Linked DNA regions of Sus scrofa: region 2 is linked to region 1. The links are chromatin contacts, called in public Hi-C maps. All regions are on one chromosome and are shown on one strand. Each heading gives the region's core, a stretch centred on a gene start, on an enhancer-like site or on the middle of the called end of the contact. The rest is flanking DNA. Distances are from core to core; before and after follow the strand shown. Region 1 holds the start of MDGA1 (MAM domain-containing glycosylphosphatidylinositol anchor protein 1). Region 2 overlaps BTBD9 (BTB domain containing 9).

Region 1 (3,883 bases), core at 823-3,322:
TACCAGGAAGCACATTGAAGGTATCCTAGGTCCGTGGTATGATGGGGATCATTCGATCATTTTAACAAATCTTTGGCTGGCATCTGCTGGGTGCCCAGCACTAAATTGTGTTTGGTTCCCTTTGGACCCACAGGAAAGGAAGGAGAGAATAAAAAGGAGGGAATGGAGGAGGTACAATCAAGAAGAAGTTGGCTGGAGAACAAGATTCTTCAAATGATCTCGGACTTCCTGAGACAGAAAGGAAGGTGAGGAGGTGTCACCTGGAGACACGTCCCCCCCACGCCCCCACCCCTGCCTGGAATTCCTCCTGACACCTCACACTCCTGCTGCCCCACCCGAGAAGTTGGGGGCACGTGCTCCTGTGAGGGGCAGCCCCTGGAAGGACAGGAGAAGAGGGACCCAGCAGGAAATGGGCCTAGGAAAGGGATGGCATATTTTTATTATTTGAATTTTTGTTTTGATTTACAAACTGAAACGTTGTCTTTTCGGTGTCCATTCTTTTGAGTTTGGACAGATGCGTAGAGTCGTGGACCACCATCACACCCAGGAGATTAAACAGTTCCGGGGGTGGGGGGAGGGTTGGTAATCTCCCGGCTTGTTAGCTGCTGCGGTTTTCCGCGCTCCCAGGGGCCGCCCTAATACAATCCTGGCGCACACGCCGAGATAAATAACGGCGACAGGTGGAGCAGGTGAGATTAGCCAGACCGGGGTAGGGGGAAGCGATCGGAGGTGCGGGGGAGGCCGCCCGCTCTGCTTCCTAGCCTTTGCCTCTCCCCGCCGGCGTTCGGGAACAGCGCTCTTCCCACCCCTGCTCCCAGAGGGCCGGGTGGAGGTAGCGGAGTCCGGGAGCGCGAGACCTCGCGGCTGGAGCCGGCCCCTGGCTTGGCTGCTGAAAGAGAGGGCGCCTCTGGGGCGCTTGGGCGCGCTTGAGGTCCTGAGGGGAGGCAGGATGGGGAGAGGGACGAGCTGGGGAGAATGGGGTGGTGGCCTGGGGAGCTCTGGCTACGGGGTCCTGCCGACAAACCTGTTGGCAACCTGTGGGCAGAGGCACGGGCAGGAGGAGCTCTGATCTCGCCCTCTCAGCCCCCGGCTACTCCAGCTGCTCCGGCGAGGGCCCCCACGCCTGACGCGGGGAGAGGCCTCGGCTGTCTGGAAAGGGGCGGGGCTCGGCCGGGGGCGGAGGGACTCCCGGGCGGAGCAGACAGCCCTGCAGACCCACAGCAGGCGACCAGCTCGCGCGCCTGCAGGACCCCGAGCACTGCTGGCGCCCCGGCCTTTCCCTTCGACCCTCGCTTCAGTTCCCCTCCCCCACCCCCCGCGGCAAAGTGCGAAACATTTACAAAGTGTGCAGTGCCCCGCAGGCTAGGCTAGAGTCCCCGGAGCGAACGTCCGCGTCTGCCTAGCTAGCGTACTGGGATCAGTGCACCCGGTCCGGGTGAGCAAGGGCGGGCGAAGAGCGAGTGTGTGAGCGCGCTGCAGAGCCCGCGCCAAAACCCTTGTCCCTTCGCCACTGTCCTCTGGATGGATGGATCCATTTCTGCTTTCTGACATTTTCCTGCTGGGGGTGGGGTGGGGGCGGAGAGAGAGAAGGGGGGAGGAGAGGGAGAGAATGAGAGAGAGAGAGAGAGAGGAGAGAGAGAGAGAGAGAGAGAGAGAGAGAAAGAAAGAGAAAGGCAGTCTGCTTCCCCCAGCCCTGTTTTGTTTTCTCTAATTGGTCCTGGGGGAGGCGAGGAAATTGGACAGAGGCTGGGCCGGGCGAGCTGGGCTGCCTTTAATTGGCTCCTTTTTTTAACTGGAGGGGAATCAAACAGGAGAGCGAGCGACAAAGGGTGGGAGAGCGAGAGACCGAACGAGGAGACGCGAGGAGGAGGGAGGAGAGAGGGAGGCGTGTGGGGCGGGGTGGGGGGAGAGCGCGGAATGAAAAGCTCGGAGGAGGGGGAAAGCAGCACAGCGGAGCCCAAGTTGCCGAGCGAGCGGAGTGCTCCCGCGGCCCGGAGCCTAGCGGCCGCCGCGCCCGGGAGCCCGGCCCGGCCCCGCCTGCTCTGGGCCCCCGCTGGCGGAGGCCGCCGGGCGGGGGCGGGGACGATCAACTTGGGGCGCGGCGCAGCCCGGTTTTCCCGAGAGCGCGAGCCCGGGAGAGCCTCGGGCCGCGTCCAGACGGCGGGAGCGGAGCGCGACGAGCGGAGGAGGCGAGCGGCTCCCGCGCCGCAGCCCCGGCCTCGGCGAGAGCGCGAATATTTTTCAAACGACTCAAACTTTCCTTCTTTCCCCGCGTTCTGGGGTCTCTCTTGAATGGAATTGCTCTCCTGAGTCCCGCGGGGCGCCAGGGCGCGATCGCTCCCCGAGGTTCCTCGGTGGCTGGGCTAACTTCGCGGACTCGGGACCCGTGGCTCTAGCCCCTCGGCGGAGCCCAGCCCTTCTCCCGTGCTCAGGAGGGCCAAAGCCGGGGCTTTTTGCCTCCGAGAGGACGCCCAACCCAGCCCCCTTGGGTCAGGCCGTTGAGCCCCCAGCACCAGCCGCAGGACTGGAGACAGCGGATTAACCCGAGAGGAGCCCGGGCCTCCCCGCCCCCGTTCCGCTGAGGGTCGTCCCCTGGGCGGGGAAACGACAAGTTTGTCAGTCGTCGGTGGCCTGTTGGATCCAAGAGCCTCCGCCTCTGCAGAGGGGTCCCTGGCGCCCAGAACACCGAGCAGACACTCCTGGAACCCGGGGAGGCTCGGCAGCCGGGCTCCGTGGGCTGGGGCGCTGGCTGCTGCGCCGGGCGCGCGGAGGCACCCGGGGCCGGCCAGCGCCCCCTGCGTCCCCACGCGGGCAGCGGCCCCGCCAGAGGAGAAACCCGGCTCGCCGCCACCGCCGCCTCCTTAGTCTCCCGGTCTCCATCGCTGGGGCCGCCTACTCCGTCGCCTCTCCGGGAACGGGAGACGCAAGGGGCATCGCGGGGCCCCGGCGGATGCGCCCCCCGGCGCCTCTCGGGCTGCGCCGCCTCGCGGGGATGAAGCACCGGCCGTGAAGATGGAGGTGACCTGCCTTCTACTTCTGGCGCTAATCCCCTTTCACTGCCGGGCACAAGGAGTCTACGGTAAGAGCCCGCGTGCCGCTCCAGGCCGGCTTAGCACCGCGCGGAAACTTTGCAAGAGGCGCAAAGCGCGCGCCGCCGGGGTTTGGTGGGTACCCCGGCTCAGACTCTGGAGTGGATGCCGGGGTCTCCGCCCTTTTCCAGAGCTCGAGGAGATGGAGCTAGCTGCTCCAGAGCACCGAGACGGGTCGTATGGTCTGGCGTGAAGCCGGGGATGCCAGGGGAGGTGGTACCCACTTTCCAAACGCTGCCAATGGCAGGAATGACTCGGAACCCTTGAGTGCACCCAGCTGGCTCGGGAGACCCTGACGGATCGCACACCGGCGGCTGGGGAAGGGACTTGCACTAAAACCTCATCCTCCCCTGGCTCGGCCTCTGGTGTGGAAGCCGAGCGAGGCACGATCCAGAGTTGCGCGCGGCTTGCAGGCGAGCTGGCTGCCAGCACCGCGGCCGAGCGGCGGGCTCGCCTTCCCCGCTTCCTCTGGGCTTCGCTTCTTTCACTCGGTTCCAGACAGCCCGAGCGGATGCAGGCATTCCCTAGATTGGGCTCCTAAGACCCCAGAATCCCTTTTCGGACCACTCCTGAGCCAGTTAGTTAGGTCTTTCTGTTGCCGGTTAGTGGCCACAAAACCCCAGCCCCACCTTCATTCTTGCTGCGCGCACGCAGGCATTCAGCCACGGTCCCCAGGAAAAGCAAACACTGCACGCACCCATCCAGCTACGTGTCCGAACTCTGCCTCCTACCACGCAGCTTTGCTCCCGCGTCCCCACACCTCGCTCTCAGGCGCCAAGAGGACTCCGGTTACC
Region 2 (3,883 bases), core at 368-2,867, 790 kb before region 1:
CAGTCAAAATCATCTGTTTACCATCTCCCTGGCCATACCTTCCCACCTATATCTCTAAGCTCAGAGATTGTATGTGACTGATAATTCTCTCTTCACGTGACCCTGTATAACTCTTTCAGGTATCTGAGTATTGGTTTTAGTTATTAAAAAAAATTCTTTTGACAAGATGAGAAGATTCCCTGTGAAAAACCAAAATTAGGTTAATTTTCACAAATAATATTCAGAGAAGAGTAAAATTCCCCAGAAGTAGAGTGGAAAAAACAAATCCCTCTTTTGGAGCCAGGATTTGCGTCGGTGTGTCTTTTGCTTAGAAAAGTAATACATTTTTTAGGTATTTCATTGTTGAGTACATGGTATAGCAGTTTTTCTGTTTGAGATCTCCTTTTGGAATCTGTTTTGGCACTGCAGCTGTCCAGCATTTATTTATGGAACTAAGAAATCCTGAACCAGGAAGCCAGGTACTGAACTGTTGGGCACAGGACTGTGGGTCTGTCAAGTAGAAAGCAAGGAAAGAATAAACACAAAGCCATCTGAGACTCAAGGATCCTTAATAGGAGCCAGGAGCCTCCAGCAAGGGGAACAGAGGCAAAAGTGAGCTGTGGAACTGAGAGCAGGAACCCCATAATGAATGGAAAGGTGGGGGAGAGAGCTTCCAGGACCTCCATCCCAGCTTCTGCAGTGATTCAGGAATTAGGAGCACTTCATTGTATTTGCTTTTTGGAAGGTCAAAAAGAGGGAAGGACTGTTAGATCTTACAGGTTAAAAAAACAAACTTTGACATAGATTTTTCTTTGTGAGTTATGTAGTCATTTTCCAATTCTGTTTACCTTGGAAGTGGTAATCTAAAGAGGATAATAATAATAATTTTAAAAAAAGGAGTTCCTGTCGTGGTGCGGTGGAAACGAATCCGACTAGGAACCATGAGGTTGTGGGTTCGATCCCTGGCCTTGCTCAGTGGGTAAAGCATCCTGTGTTGCTGTGGCTGTGGCGTAGGCCGGCAGCTGTAGGTCCGATTTGACCCCTAGGCTGGGAACTTCCATATGCTGTGGGTGCGGCCCTAAAAAGCAAAAAAGAGAAGATACTGGTTAAGTAGTTAATAATTCTTTCAGTGGAGAGTTAGACCTCTGTATATTCAAATTTTACCCCACACTGCCTAGCATTGATTGCCCTGACCTTTTGCAACATTTATAGCTTGAATCACCCAATTTAGCCGTTAACTACATAATATATCTTGTATACCTTCGTGATTATTTTGTGGTTGCAGGACCTCACTGTATATTCTTTTGATATACATCCCTTGTATGTTCCATTTGATGTCTTGTTGAATCTCTTCAGCTCTCCAACATCCCTGAATATAAGTGCTTGGATAATAATCACTTTTTTTTTTCCTGGAAAAATCCTTTTAATACTGCTGTTTTGTTTTGTTTTGTTCTCCCCCCAGTGTTATAAGGAGATACCAGGGAACAAGAGTGTTTTATTCTTTCCACAGAAAATGTGCTTATAGAGGACTGTATACAAGTCCCATGGTTAATAAAATCATCAGCGGTTTCTCAGTCATCAGTTCCCTAGATCAGGGTGCTTTCTGTGGATACAAGGTTAGCTCAGGGGACAGTGGACCAGAAGTGAAACCAGATTGCTTGTCGGCTGCCAGAATTTCTGGGCAGAGTGCCAGGCTTGGTTCACCTTTAAAAATTCATCTCCCTGTATGAAAATACAGGTCTCGATCCCTGCGAGGAACAGTGGTAGCATGAACACCAGGATTTCCTTTGGCCCAAAGTACTTTGATTGATGCGAGGAAAGGTGGAGGAACTGATTGGTGTGGACCTGCGGCTCTGACCTCATTTAAGAGCCGCAGTATTTTCTCTGGCAGCCTTACTTCATTATGTTTCAAATTATAATTTTGTAAGTTAATAATTGTTCTTCCAAATAATGCGGGTCATATATACACACGAATATGTTCTGCCTGATAGGAAGCTGTAGGTTTAATTTCTAATAGTCATAGAAATTCTATGCACATTATGAAGCTATTAGGATGTAACAGCTGTTTTAGTTCATTTCACTCTGCAAAAGAAATGTGATGCAGGCTAAAATGATCAGTAATTATATATTTTGAAAGCTAAACCTCCAGTTATAGAAAGAGCTAATTTACACATTAGATACTGATAAAGCTACAGTAAGCTATGAGTTTCAAAGTTAGTGTTATCTCCTCCCTAAGACTATGAAAGAGAGTCTGTACCAAAAGACATTTTTTTTTCCTCTTCGAAATCGTCTTTTGCATTGCCTATTGTAATTTTGAAGTTGCAAATCAACAGTAATGAAGAACTGCTTGATATCTTTCTAAAGAAAAAAATGAGAGGACTGTTAGAGGGAGTAGGATTTAGGAGGATTTCATTTTATTTCTGTTGATCAGTGCCTACCATCTGCCTTCCATTTAATGTTGTAGAAGCATGCGTGCGTTTCCCAGTTCTGAACAGATGATGTGCATGGTTTGTTGAGATATATGTGTATTCTGGACGTATGTGTGTATATATACCTACAGTGCTTAAAATCACACTTGAAGTGTAAAACTGATAATCAGTCTCCATTTTGGGCTGATTTGCATTTTCAGCTCTTGTACACAAAACGAAAGTCTACAATGACACTGATTTTCTTTTCTGCTTTAGAATCGGCACTAACCAGCTGTCAACACACATTTTGATTAAACACTTTTCTTTATTGGGGAACTTTGGGGGCACATTCTTTGTATAAGCATATTGTTTTCTTTGATTTCAAGGGACATATTTTCAGTATGATTCATGGATGCATCACACCGGTAAGCTGTCATGCACAAAAATATATTTTTCTTTGTAAACTTCCTTTTTACCATTGATTTCTCTAGGGCAACAATATGGTTCAGAACAGAATATTCCAACTCAAGATATTTGCCTGAAATAAAGGTGGTAAATAAATGTATAAGCCTACTTTAAGTAAATAGGAAAATTTAAGGTATTGATTCATAACCTGGACTTTTCCAAGAAATTTTTAAAGATGATTTAACAGTTCCTTTTATGTATTTAAAATTGGTTTGAACTGCAGAAATTTTGTTAATATTTTGACATATTATCATCTAGTCTTCTATGTGTAACCACACATACGCATGTTATTTATTAAAATGGTACGTAGTATATATTACTTTGAAAGCTTGTATATATGTATATTCATTGTGGCTGTTGTTCTCTGTCAATGTAGAAATACCTGCTTTATCCTTTTTTAAACAATAGCACAGAGTTCTAAAGGTACTGTCATTTACCTAGCTGGTCCCCTGTTGATGGACTTTTAGGATGTTTCTGGTTTTACTATTATAGAATAGTATAGTCTTTGTACACATATCTGATTGTCCCTTCACAAAAGCAGAGTCAAAAGACAGGATCATCTTAAAATGTGAAACATATTGGTAAATGCTGTACAAATCATTTTACCAGTGTATTCCCACGAGCAGTTTTTTAATTGAAGTATGGTTGATTTACGGTATCATATTAGTTTCAGGTGTACAGCACAGTGATTCAGTTATGCTTATATTTTTTCATATTCCTTTCCCTTATAGGTTATTATAAAATACTAAGTGTAATTTTCTGTGGCGAACAATAGGTCCTTATTTGTTGTATATTTTATGCATAGTAGTTATATGTTAATCCCAGTCTCCTAATTTATCCCTCCCCCAATTCTCTTGGTAACCATAAGTTTGTTTTCTGCCTGTGGGTCTGTTTCTGTTTTGTAAATAAGTTTATTTGTTTTTTTGTTTTTTTTGTTTTTTTTTTAAGATTCCAAATGTTAGTGATATCATGTGATATTTGTCTTTCTCTGTCTGACCTACTTTACTTAGCATGATTATCTCTAGGTCCAT

The links. Hi-C and Micro-C count contacts between places; a contact is called where the count stands out from the background.
Region 2: a Hi-C map of skeletal muscle shows a contact between it and region 1, with 5 times the contacts expected there. The contact joins the enhancer-like site here to the promoter of MDGA1 in region 1. A contact is called at or near these places in 2 of 5 promoter capture datasets (fetal liver and liver), 3 of 47 Hi-C or Micro-C datasets (embryonic fibroblasts, fibroblasts and skeletal muscle) and 1 of 2 datasets of contacts at active chromatin or transcription factors (skeletal muscle).

Annotation. Positions count from the first base shown.
Region 1 is chr7:33,267,402-33,271,284 of Sscrofa11.1, reverse strand. MDGA1 (MAM domain-containing glycosylphosphatidylinositol anchor protein 1) reads left to right here and starts at 2,072. Exons shown (of 17, transcript XM_001924567.4): 1 at 2,072-3,079. The coding sequence starts at 3,013.
Region 2 is chr7:34,056,960-34,060,842 of Sscrofa11.1, reverse strand. The region is part of intron 6 of BTBD9 (BTB domain containing 9); the gene reads left to right. Among named protein-coding and RNA genes, the nearest start is that of BTBD9, 64 kb to the left of the region's middle. Within about 2 kb of position 1,617, at least 5 of the 83 cell types and tissues checked have an H3K27ac peak or open chromatin away from gene starts, as enhancers often do. A contact at or near this core is called in skeletal muscle, where this site is marked.